2 separate regions of the Rattus norvegicus genome follow, and region 2 is linked to region 1. The links are chromatin contacts, called in public Hi-C maps. All regions are on one chromosome and are shown on one strand. The core of a region is the stretch at or near the end of the contact, and the rest is flanking DNA. Distances in the headings are between cores, read along the strand shown. Region 1 overlaps Glb1 (galactosidase, beta 1). Region 2 holds the start of Ccr4 (C-C motif chemokine receptor 4).

Region 1 (5,359 bases), core at 1,421-3,920:
AATGCCCTGAGTGGCCTAAACCTGTCAGTCCCTCTCTTCAGAGCTTCCAAACCTGCTAGCCAAGACAGACAGCCCTGAAGTCTGTCCAGTTCCTGGTAAACCAAAAGCACTAAGTCACGTGGCAACTCCCGCACGAGGAGAGTGTTCAACAGGTACTGTGCTTACTGTGCAAGAACTCAGGGAACCCTGGGTTCGGTCCCCAGCTCCAGAAAAAAAAAAAAAGAGAACTCAGGGAAAGGGGCTGGAGAGATGGCTCAGTGGTTAAGAGCACTGACTGCTCTTCCAGAGGGCCTGAGTTCAATTCCCAGCAACCACATGGTGGCTCACAACCATCTGTAATGGGATCTGATGCCCTCTTCTGGTGTGTCTGAGGATAGCGACAGTGTACTCATACATAAAATAAAATAAATCTAAAAAAAAAAAGAACTCAGGGAAAGGAAGAGAGAAAGAACGGACTCCACACGGTCCTCTGATCTCTGCATGTGCACTGTGGCACACGTACAACGCCAAGCATGCTACACACGTGTGTGAGCACACACACTTACACAGTGCTCTCATACACACTCATGCACACTTACAGACATGCACACTCATACACGTGCACACTAAAGCTAATTTAAACATGTCCCCCTTAACCTGGACCTCTTCTGTATCTAGCGTAGGTGAGGAACATGGCATACATTTTGGAGTATTGAACACTAGCTGTAGGGTCACCTCCAAAAACTCCAGATGCTGGCCCACAGCCCATGTGTAGGTCTTTGTTTCATTTCTCACTGCCCTGACAAACCTAAGGGTCCTTGGATTGTGGTGTGGAGGTGCAGTCCAGCGAGATGGGGCAGGACTGTGAGGCAGACAGCTGATCACATTGGGTCCAGGGTGGAAAGACAGAAATGAGTACTGATACTCATTGGCCTAGTTTCTTTTCTTCAGCCGTAGCTCCCAGCCCATGCATAGTAACGCCCACAATCAGAGTAGGTCTCCCACCACCATTTAAAACTCCCCGGGAACTCCCTCACAGATACCTTTGTCTTAGTCACTATTCTGTTGCCATGAAGAGACGCCATGACCAAGGCAACTTCTAAAACATTTCATTGCGGGACTTACTTAGAGTCCATGATCATGGCAGGGGGTCGGGTGGGGGGTGGGGGTGGGGAGCATGGCAGCAAGCAGGAGGACATGGTGCCAGGGCAGAAGCTGAGCCACAAGCACGAGGCAGAGAGAGGTAATTAGGAATGGCTCGGGCTTTAGAAACCCTTGAAGGTGGACTGGAGAGATGGCTCAGAGCACTGACTGTTCTTCCAGAGGTCCTGAGTTCAAATCCCAGCAACCACATGGTGGCTCACAACCATCTGTAATGGGATCTGATGCCCTCTTCTGGTGTGTCTGAAGAGAACGATAGTGTACTCACATACATGATGTAAATAAAAAAAAAAAAAAAACCTCGAAAGCCACCCCCCAATGACACACCTCCTCTAACAAGGCCACACCTCCCCATCCTTTCTAAAGAGTTCTACCAGCTGGGGACCAAGCATTCAAATATACGAGGGCATGGGGACCACTCTCAACCACCACACTTAGCCTTCCGTCTCTGTTCTTGGAGACAGTCAAAGTTACTCGTCACCGTAGGCCGTTCCTGGTACCACTTGTCTTAATTTCCCTCTGGAAACAGAACCTGAAACAAAGGCTTGGGGGGCAGGTGGCTTGAGAATCCAAATGATCACAGGAACGAGGGGGAGGAGGGGAGACCTGCGAATATACACCTCATTTTCTAGCCCATACTGTGGCGATCAGCCAGTCAGCTATGAGGCTGGTGGAACCTGGCCCCGCCCCCCCTTCCCTGAAAACTTCCAGGCGCACGTGCCAACTCCGGCTTCCCATAACCCTGGTTTGGAGGGTGCCTGCTTCCCCTTGCTACCTGCCTTCGTCCACCAGGGTGCAGTGTTCCACGCTGTTTAACAGCTTCTAATCCCAAACTGGGTTCCTTTCTTTGACCTTTCAGCCGGTGAAGGTGTATACCGGGCGTGTTGGAGTTTACTGTGCTGGGTGCGATTCGCTGTTGTCTGTCCCTGAGATAGGTGCTGATTTACGTCCCCCGGGGCCCCAATCAGTTCGACTCATGAACTGAGTTGTACCCTACGGCTTCAAGAATACGGTTCAAGGGGTTGGGGATTTGGCTCAGTGGTAGAGCGCCTAGCAAGAGCAAGGCCCTGGATTCAGTCCTCAGCTCCAAAGGGGGTTGGGAGGGGACAGAGATAAAATAACAGAAAGAATACCGTTTGAAAGTTCCTTTCCTCTGATTCCCCAGCGGTTACAGGTGAGAGGTGGGGACGGAGAGGACACTTGCCCAGGTCACTCTGGGACTCAGAGCAGCAGTTAGGATGGGGACCCATGGTTCTATTAATTCGTGCGTTTGAGACAGGCAATCCTGTAGCACAGGCTGGCCTCAAATTCTGAATGTAGCTAAGGATCGCCTTGGATTTCTGATCCTCTTTCCTCCACTTCTCTGACACTCCACCCCCAGCACCTGATCCTGGCTGTCTGCCCTGCTTTTTATATTCCTGGTGATCCGAACGGGGGACATTGCTGTTGAGCTGATGTGTGTGCCTCTACGCCTCACACACAGCTCAGTGGATGGAGTCCCAGCTCCTGGATGTCAGCAGGCTCCAGATTTTGGGAGCAGAGCCAAAGAGGGGGTGGCCTCCTCAGTTACTCTGTAGCCAAGTCACCTGGGCTGGGCAGAGCCGCGGCTTGTGTATCAGTTATTGTGTAACGTAGTAAGTCTGCTCGTTGTGTAACTTAAACAGAAAAGCATCTGCCCCGGGCTGCACTTCTGAAGTAAAGGTTCACATTCTCACCTGGCCCCTTCCTTGCCCTGCAGAATGTCTCCCAGAGGACATTTGAGCTGGACTACAAACGGGACCGCTTCCTCAAGGATGGGCAGCCATTCCGCTACATCTCGGGAAGCATTCACTACTTCCGGATACCCCGATTCTACTGGGAGGACCGGCTGCTAAAGATGAAGATGGCTGGGCTGGATGCAATCCAGACGTAAGGAAGGACATTTGCCTGAGGACCCCCCTCCCCCAATACCCACGCCTAACTTTATTTCTTCCATTCTAGCTATTGTGTTGCTCGGAAGTAGGAGAGAGCTCTGTGTACACCCGGTAGGGACTCATTAGGAGCCTGTCTGGCCTTCTTAAAGATAGCGAAGCACTTTTCACTTGAACTTTATCCTCAGAAACCATGAAGTTGAAATCAGCTTGAAGAGGCGAAGGTAGGAGGGCAGGGAATGGCTTAGAAGGCACAGGTGTCTGCTGCCAAGCCTGACAGGCTGATTTCGATCCTGGGAACCTACACGGTAGAAGAGAACAGAGTCCTACGGGGTGTTGTCTGATCTACATGTGTGCGTGTGCATGTCTGCCCGCAAGCACACACAATACGCTAATAAAGGTCATAGCTCATGAAACTTACATTTATGCCAAGGCCATGTCGTTGGTCCAAGGTCCAGTGAGGAGCCGAATGGGAGGAGGTATGGAGTGTGGCTGCTTTTGATGTGAGGAAGTAAGTCTTGTGCTTAGGTTTTTGGAACCCAGCTCATCTTACCGGGTTAATTTTTTGAGCCAGGATATAGGTTCACATCAACAGGCATGTTCCAGAATCCTCTGACTCTGTGAGGTGACTGTGGGAGAGTGATCACTGGATTTTGCAGAGCCAGTGTGAATTACCGATAACGTCTTAAAAGATAAAGGGTGAGAAAGCTTTAGTGGGTTTGGTAGAAATCTAGGGGATTCCCCATTTATTCTGGATCCCAGTTCACTCACAGTTGCTAACACAGAGTTCCGGTGGGCCGTGGCTCACCCTGGATGGTCCGTATGAGGAAGGATGGTGCTTGTGGGGCTCATCAACCAGGCTTTTGTGCCGAGAGTGACGGGGAATGGGCGCGTGTGTGTGTGTCTTCACCAGAGCTGGGGAAGGCGGTTCAGTTTGGCTCATTCCATTTCCTGGCCTGGTATCCCTGATGAAAGTCTTTTGTCTTCTTGTAGGTTGGAGGTTTACCTGTGGCTTTGTTTTCAGTGCTGAGAGCCAAACTCAGGCTTTCGCACATGTTGGGCAAGAACATTACCACAGGGCTATGTAGTACTCTAGACTGGGTGGGATTTTTTTTTTGTTTCTTGTTATAGATGTACATATAGACATATAATGTTATATTCATATAACATGTATGTCTATATATCATGCGCATGCAATGCCCTCAGAGTCCAGAAGAGGGAGGCATATCTCCTGGAACTGTAGTTTCAGACAGTTGTGAGTGGCCATGTGGTTAGGAACCAAACCTAAATTCTCTGAAAAAGTGTTAAGTGAGCTTAACCGCTGAGGAGCCATCACACACACACACACACACACACACACACACACACACACACTCACACTCACACAGACACACACACACACACACAGACACACACAGACACACACACACAGACACACACACACTCACACACACACAGACACACACCTCACACACACAGACACACACCTCACACACAGACACACACAGACACACACAGACACACACAGACACACACCTCACACAGACACTGACACACACAGACACACACAGCCACACACACAGACACACACCTCACACACACTCACACACACCTCACACACACAGACACACAAACAGACAGATACACACAGACACACACAGACACACACCTCACACACACAGACACTCACACACACACAGACACACACAGACACACACTCACACACACACAGACACACACAGACACACGCTGCCTCTTTTAAAGGAGATAGGATCTCTCTATTGTAGCTCAGGCTAATCTAGAACCCACAATCCTGCCTCAGCCTCCTGAATACTAAGATTATGTGACAGGTAAGCACCATGCCTGGCTTATTCTTACTTTTTAAGTGTTTGTTTTTTTGAGAGAGAGCTTCTCTTTGTCCTCTGGCTGTCCTGGAACTCTCTTTGTAGACCAGGCTTAAACTCATAGAGGCCCACCTGCCTGTGTCCCCTGGGTGCCGGGGTTAAAGGTAAATGCCGCTGTGACAGCTATTTCTTTGTTTATTTTTCAAGTAGACGCTCATGTAGCCCAGGCTACCCTCAAATTTACTGTGACCCCAGGCTAGCCACTTAACTCTTACCTTTCTGCCTGTACTTCCCAAGTGCCACTGTGTTCAGTTTAACCTTTATTTTTTTTAAATAAATATCTCATATTCCTTTAGCATGATAATTAGAGTTCGTGCACTTATTAAAGTTTTCGGTGTGCTGGGAGATTTTTTTTTTCTGTCACAGTTTTTATGGAATTGTTCTCAGAGGCCTGTTTTGGGGTTC
Region 2 (5,359 bases), core at 1,924-4,423, 82 kb after region 1:
TCCGGGGTTGGGAATTTAGCTCAGCGGTAGAGCGCTTGCCTAGCAAGCGCAAGGCCCTGGGTTCAGTCCCCAGCTTTGGAAAAAAAGAAAAGAAAAAAAAAAAAAAGAAATCTGGTTCCTCTTCCTCCAGAGGACCCAGATTTGGTTCCCAGCTCCTACACTGTGGCTCACAACCATCTATAACTTCAGTTTCAGGGGATCTGATGCTCCCTTATGGTCTCCTAAGGCACCATGCACAAACACACACACACACACACACACACACACACACACACACACACACACACACACGGTACCCCGACATAAAAGTAGGATAAACTTCTATACACATAAGATTAAATAAATAAAAAGTTAAAAACAGGGACTGGAGAGATGGCTCAGCGGTAAAGAGCACTGACTGCTCTTCCAGAGATCCTGAGTTCAAATCCCAGCAACCACATGGTGGCTCACAACCACCTATAATAGTCTATCTGATGACAGCTACAGTGTACTCATATAGATAAAATGAATAAATGAGGTTTTTAAAAAATATATGTATAAAAATATTAAAAACAAAGGACTTGGGCAGATGACATCACTCAGTGGACTAGGACACGTGTCACTACACCTGACTATCTGAGTTCAATCTCTTGGACTCCTCACACGATAGAAGGTGGGAGGCAGCTGCCACACTTGTCATTTAACATCCATACTGGCACTGTGTTATACACACACATGCACACACATATGCACACACATAACACACATGCACACACACATGCACATACAATGCACACACATACACACATGCACACATGTGCACATACCTACACACATGTACACACACACACACATGCTAAATTTCCCCTTTTTTGGTTAATAAATACATAGCCAAAGGTGATGCCACAGACCCTTGATCCCAGGAGGCAAAGGCAGTCAGATCTCCGAGTTCAAGGCTAGTCTGGTCTACAGAGGGAGTTCCAGAGCAGTCAGAGATACACAGAGAAACCATGTCTCAAATAGACAGACACAGGTAGATGATCAAGTCTAGAAATGAATAAATAAATCATGGACACACATGTGAAAACTTTTTTACAGTTACTCACATACTCACCTGGGCCATGCGGCATGAGCGATTTTCTGACCCAGGGCCACCCTGCTTGCTTCCTGATGTCTGTCTCTGTGGCACCCTAGTCCCTGATAAACCCTTCTCACTTTGTTCAGTCATTTACATCTAATCTCTCCCCATATCTTCAGTTCTGCACACTGAACGTTCTACTGTTCCTGTGTGTATGTGTATGTGTTATACACATGTGCACACATCTGTGTAGATGTACATCCAGCTGTGCCTGTGTTTATGGAGACCAGAGGCGTCTTTCACTATCACTCTCTACCTTGCTTTTTGAGGCCCAGTCTCAATAGCAAACCCAGAACTCTCTGTTTTGGGTAGACAGGCTGGCCAAGGGACATACCATTTGCTCATCTCTACCGCGCAGGGCTGCACCCCGCTTTTGCTCGCCTGCTGGAGTTCTCAGGTTATATGCTTATGCTATAAATGCTTTTGCCCACTGAGTGGTCTCCCCAGTCCCTGGTATTTCTCAAAAGACATATTTGTTTTTCCTAGAAAGGTATGATGAAGACTTGTTGTATGGGAGGGTGTCCCAAGAAGCTTGTCAAAGACTACCCACTGTCTTGTGTGGCTATTATTTTACTGGTGAGATATAAAGGGGGAAAACGAAGTAAAACGGAGGAATGTAGATGAAGATGGGCTCAGAAGAACGAACACGCAAACCAAAAGGATAGCCCAGCCTACTGGCTCGTGCCGATAGCCAGCACTTGGGAGGCAGAGGCTTTAGACCAGAAGCTCAAGGCCAGCCTCAGCAACACAATGAGTCTGAGGCCTACACTGTGTCAGACTCTCAAAACCAAGAGGCCAAAAAGATGCTCGACCAATGCAGACATCTGCATCAAGCTTGAGTTTAATCCCCTGGTTTCACATGGTAAAAAAAAAAAAAAAAAACCAGACTCTTCCAAATCATCCGTTGACCACCACACAGGCACCCTTAGTATGCATGTAAACACACACACACACACACATGCACACATACACACACATATATACAAATACACGCATACACACACACATACACACACATACATACACATACATGCACAACACACATATACAAACACACATACACACACACATACATGCACACAGACACACACACACAGACACACACAGTGCACTACATAAAGAAATGTAATAAGGGGTTGGGGATTTAGCTCAGTGGTAGAGCGCTTGCCTAGGAAGCTCAAGGCCCTGGGTTCGGTCCCCAGCTCCGAAAAAAAAAAAAAAAAAAAAAAAAAAAAAAAAAAAAAAGAACCAAAAAAAAAAAGAAATGTAATAAAATACTTTTCAAAAGAAAATTAATGTATGCAAATAAGTTCGGTAGAATTCCCTAATTCCCATGCATGTGATATTTCTTGGCTTGCTGGAACAAGCGGAAAGGTTTGCAACCCCGGTCAGAGTCGAGGGTGTGAGCCGAGTCCAAGTGGTTGCCTGGTTGATGGAGCCTTAGGCTGCATGCAGACAGGTAGGAAGTGTGTGAACTCCGAGGTAGAGGCCAGTGAGCACGATTAAGGTTAAGAAGCCTGAGTGTGAGGGGTTGGGGATTTAGCTCAGTGGTAGAGCGCTTGCCTAGGAAGCGCAAGGCCCTGGGTTCAGTCCCCAGCTCTGAAAAAAAAAGAACCAAAAAAAAAAAAAAAAAAAAAAAAAAAAAAAGAAGCCTGAGTGTGCATCAGGAGAGATGGCTCAGTGGCTAAGGTTGCTCTTGGAGAGGACGTGACTTCAATTTCTAGCACCTGTGTTGGTGGCTCACAACCATCCGTAACCTCAGTTCCAGGAGATCCCAGACCCTCTTCTTACGACCTCCCCAGGCACAGACCCACACATGGGCACTTTCATATATGCCTGCAAAACATTCTTACACATGAAATAAATTTACAAGAAAAAAAAAAAAACAAAAAACAAACAAATCCCGAGTGTGGCGCTAGCCAGGCCACCTGTCCATGGTCCCTGCAGCCACACACACCTGCAGCAGCATAACCACGGATCCTGCCTGCAAATGGCCCTGTCTGCACCTACCTTGCTCTTCTGAAAGTGGTCCTGAGGACAGTCTGTGAAGAAATGCCAGGATCCTAGAAGCAGCACAGGTGCTTTGAAGGGTGACTTCCTGTGACACTGGGACATACCAATTCTTCCCTCACCCTTATGGGGCTGCTTGACAAAAGGTAGAAGAAAGGAAGAAAGAAAAAAAAAAAAAAAAACCCTGAGTGACTCATTTCCCCAAACTCAAAGCTAGGCTAGTATAATTTCTTCTGTGGTAAGAAAGAAAAAAATGGGGGCTGGGGATTTAGCTCAGTGGTAGAGCGCTTACCTAGGAAGCGCAAGGCCCTGGGTTCGGTCCCCAGCTCCGAAAAAAAGAACCAAAAAAAAAAAAAAAAAAAAAGTAAGAAAAAAATGAAAAGGGGGGGTGTGTTTGCAGTGGTGCAGACTATAATCCCAGCACTCGAGTGGTAGAGGGTAGAGGTAGGAGGATCAAGAGCCCAAGGTCATCCTTGGCTACATAGCATGTTTAAGGCTAACCTGGGCTACATGTGAGCCTGCCTCAAAGAAGAAGGGACAGGGGACTGGGGGTGGGAGGTGGGAAGAAGGTGGAGGGAAGGAGCATGTAGGGAGAATAAAAAGAAAATCCTGGGGTTGGGGATTTAGCTCAGTGGTAGAGCGCTTGCCTAGCAAGCGCAAGGCCCTGGGTTTGGTCCCCAGCTCTAAAAAAAAGAAAAAAAAAGAAAAAAAAAGCAAAGAAAAGAAAAGAAAATCCTGGGGCTGGGGATTTAGCTCAGTGGTAGAGCGCTTACCTAGGAAGCTCAAGGCCCTGGGTTCGGTCCCCAGCTCTGAAAAAAAGAACCAAAAAAAAAAAAAAAAAAAGAAAAAAAAGAAAAGAAAATCCTTAAAGCTTTTCAACTTGTAAAATGTATGTGTTGTGGGTTAGGGACAGAGCGCAGAGGCAGAGGATTTGCTTAGTATGATCAAAGTCCTCGGTTCAGTCCCCAGGATCACACAGTTGTTTTAAAAAAAAAAAAAAATGTAAGTACAAGGTCCTGGATTTGATCTTCAGCTCTGGGAGAGGACCAAAACCGAAAAGAAAAAGAAAGAAAACAAAGCAACCAACAACAAAACAAGCAAAAAGCAAACGAAAAACCAACAACATCAAACACAGGCAGAGGAGGGGAAGGTTGGTCTGTGTGCCTGGCTTAGAAGGCGACTCTGTCAGCCCCTTTGATTCAATAAGGGGATGAACAGTACCGGTAACTCCGATTCCAGAGGATCTGCTGCCCTCTCCTGGCCGTGGCGCAAAGGCGATCTGCTGCCCTCTCCTGGCCGTGGCGCAAAAGCGATACAGCAATGCGCATGGAGACAAAACCTCCATCCATGCAAACAGATAGAAAACTGGACTGACCGAGCTGCGGGGTGGACCATGAGTCGGTCTTGAGACCTAGAGCAGCTTTCAGGCTTGTGAGACGGGAGGGCTGTTACTACCCTAGCGATAACCAGCGGTCAGTCATAGTGCCAACACAATCCTGAAGAAGCACAAGATCTTCCCCCGGGAGGATTTCAAACTAAACATCAGGGCCTGGAGAGAGAGCTGTGTGGCTAAGAGAACTGACCTGCTCTCAGTTCTCTGTACCCCAGTGTCTGTAACTCCAGTTCTAGGGGGCTGGCCACTGCACACACGGTACACTTACATATGTGCAGGCCAAAGCCTCATACGAACGAGGATAAATGAACAGTCATTTTTCTGGGACACGAGGCCTGAAGTTTGAGACAAGGTCTTACTATGTAGCTTCCGCTGTCTTGAAATTTAGGTTTCTGTCTTGCCTCCGCTTCCAAAGTGCTGGGATTAAAGGTGTGCACCACGACTACACTTGACTAAAAATAAATAAATCTTAAAAAAAAAAAAGCAACAATAAACTAAAAATCAAAACCAGGATTGAGCAGGGAACGGGAAAGCATTGTGTAACACATGAAATTGACGGGTTTGGGGATTAACTCAGCGGTAGAGCGCTTGCCTAGGAAGCGCAAGGCCCTGGGTTCGGTCCCCAGCTCCGAAGGAAGAAAAAAAAAAAAGAGAGAGAAGAGGGCTGGAGAGATGGCTCAGTGGTTAAGAGCACTGACTGCTCTTCCAGAGGTCCTGAGTTCAATTCTCAGGAGCCACATGGTGGCTCACAACCCTCTGTAATGAGATCTGATGCCCTCTTCTGGTGTGTCTGAAGGCTACTGTACTTTAAATAAATAAATAAATCCTTTAAAAAAGAT

What was found. A called contact is a pair of places that touch in the nucleus more often than the background predicts.
Region 2: a contact with region 1 is called in a Hi-C map of kidney, with 7 times the contacts expected there. The contact joins the promoter of Ccr4 here to the enhancer-like site in region 1. A contact is called at or near these places in 11 of 12 Hi-C or Micro-C datasets (the A7r5 cell line, the Rat2 cell line, Schwann cells and 7 more).

What each region holds. Positions count from the first base shown.
Region 1 is chr8:122,975,756-122,981,114 of GRCr8, forward strand. Glb1 (galactosidase, beta 1) reads left to right here. Exons shown (of 16, transcript NM_001108192.2): 2 at 2,879-3,048. Among named protein-coding and RNA genes, the nearest start is that of Glb1, 15 kb to the left of the region's middle. Within about 2 kb of position 2,671, at least 3 of the 93 cell types and tissues checked have an H3K27ac peak or open chromatin away from gene starts, as enhancers often do. A contact at or near this core is called in hepatocytes and kidney, where this site is marked.
Region 2 is chr8:123,057,071-123,062,429 of GRCr8, forward strand. It overlaps Ccr4 (C-C motif chemokine receptor 4), which reads right to left and starts at 3,174. Exons shown (of 2, transcript NM_133532.3): 1 at 3,128-3,174.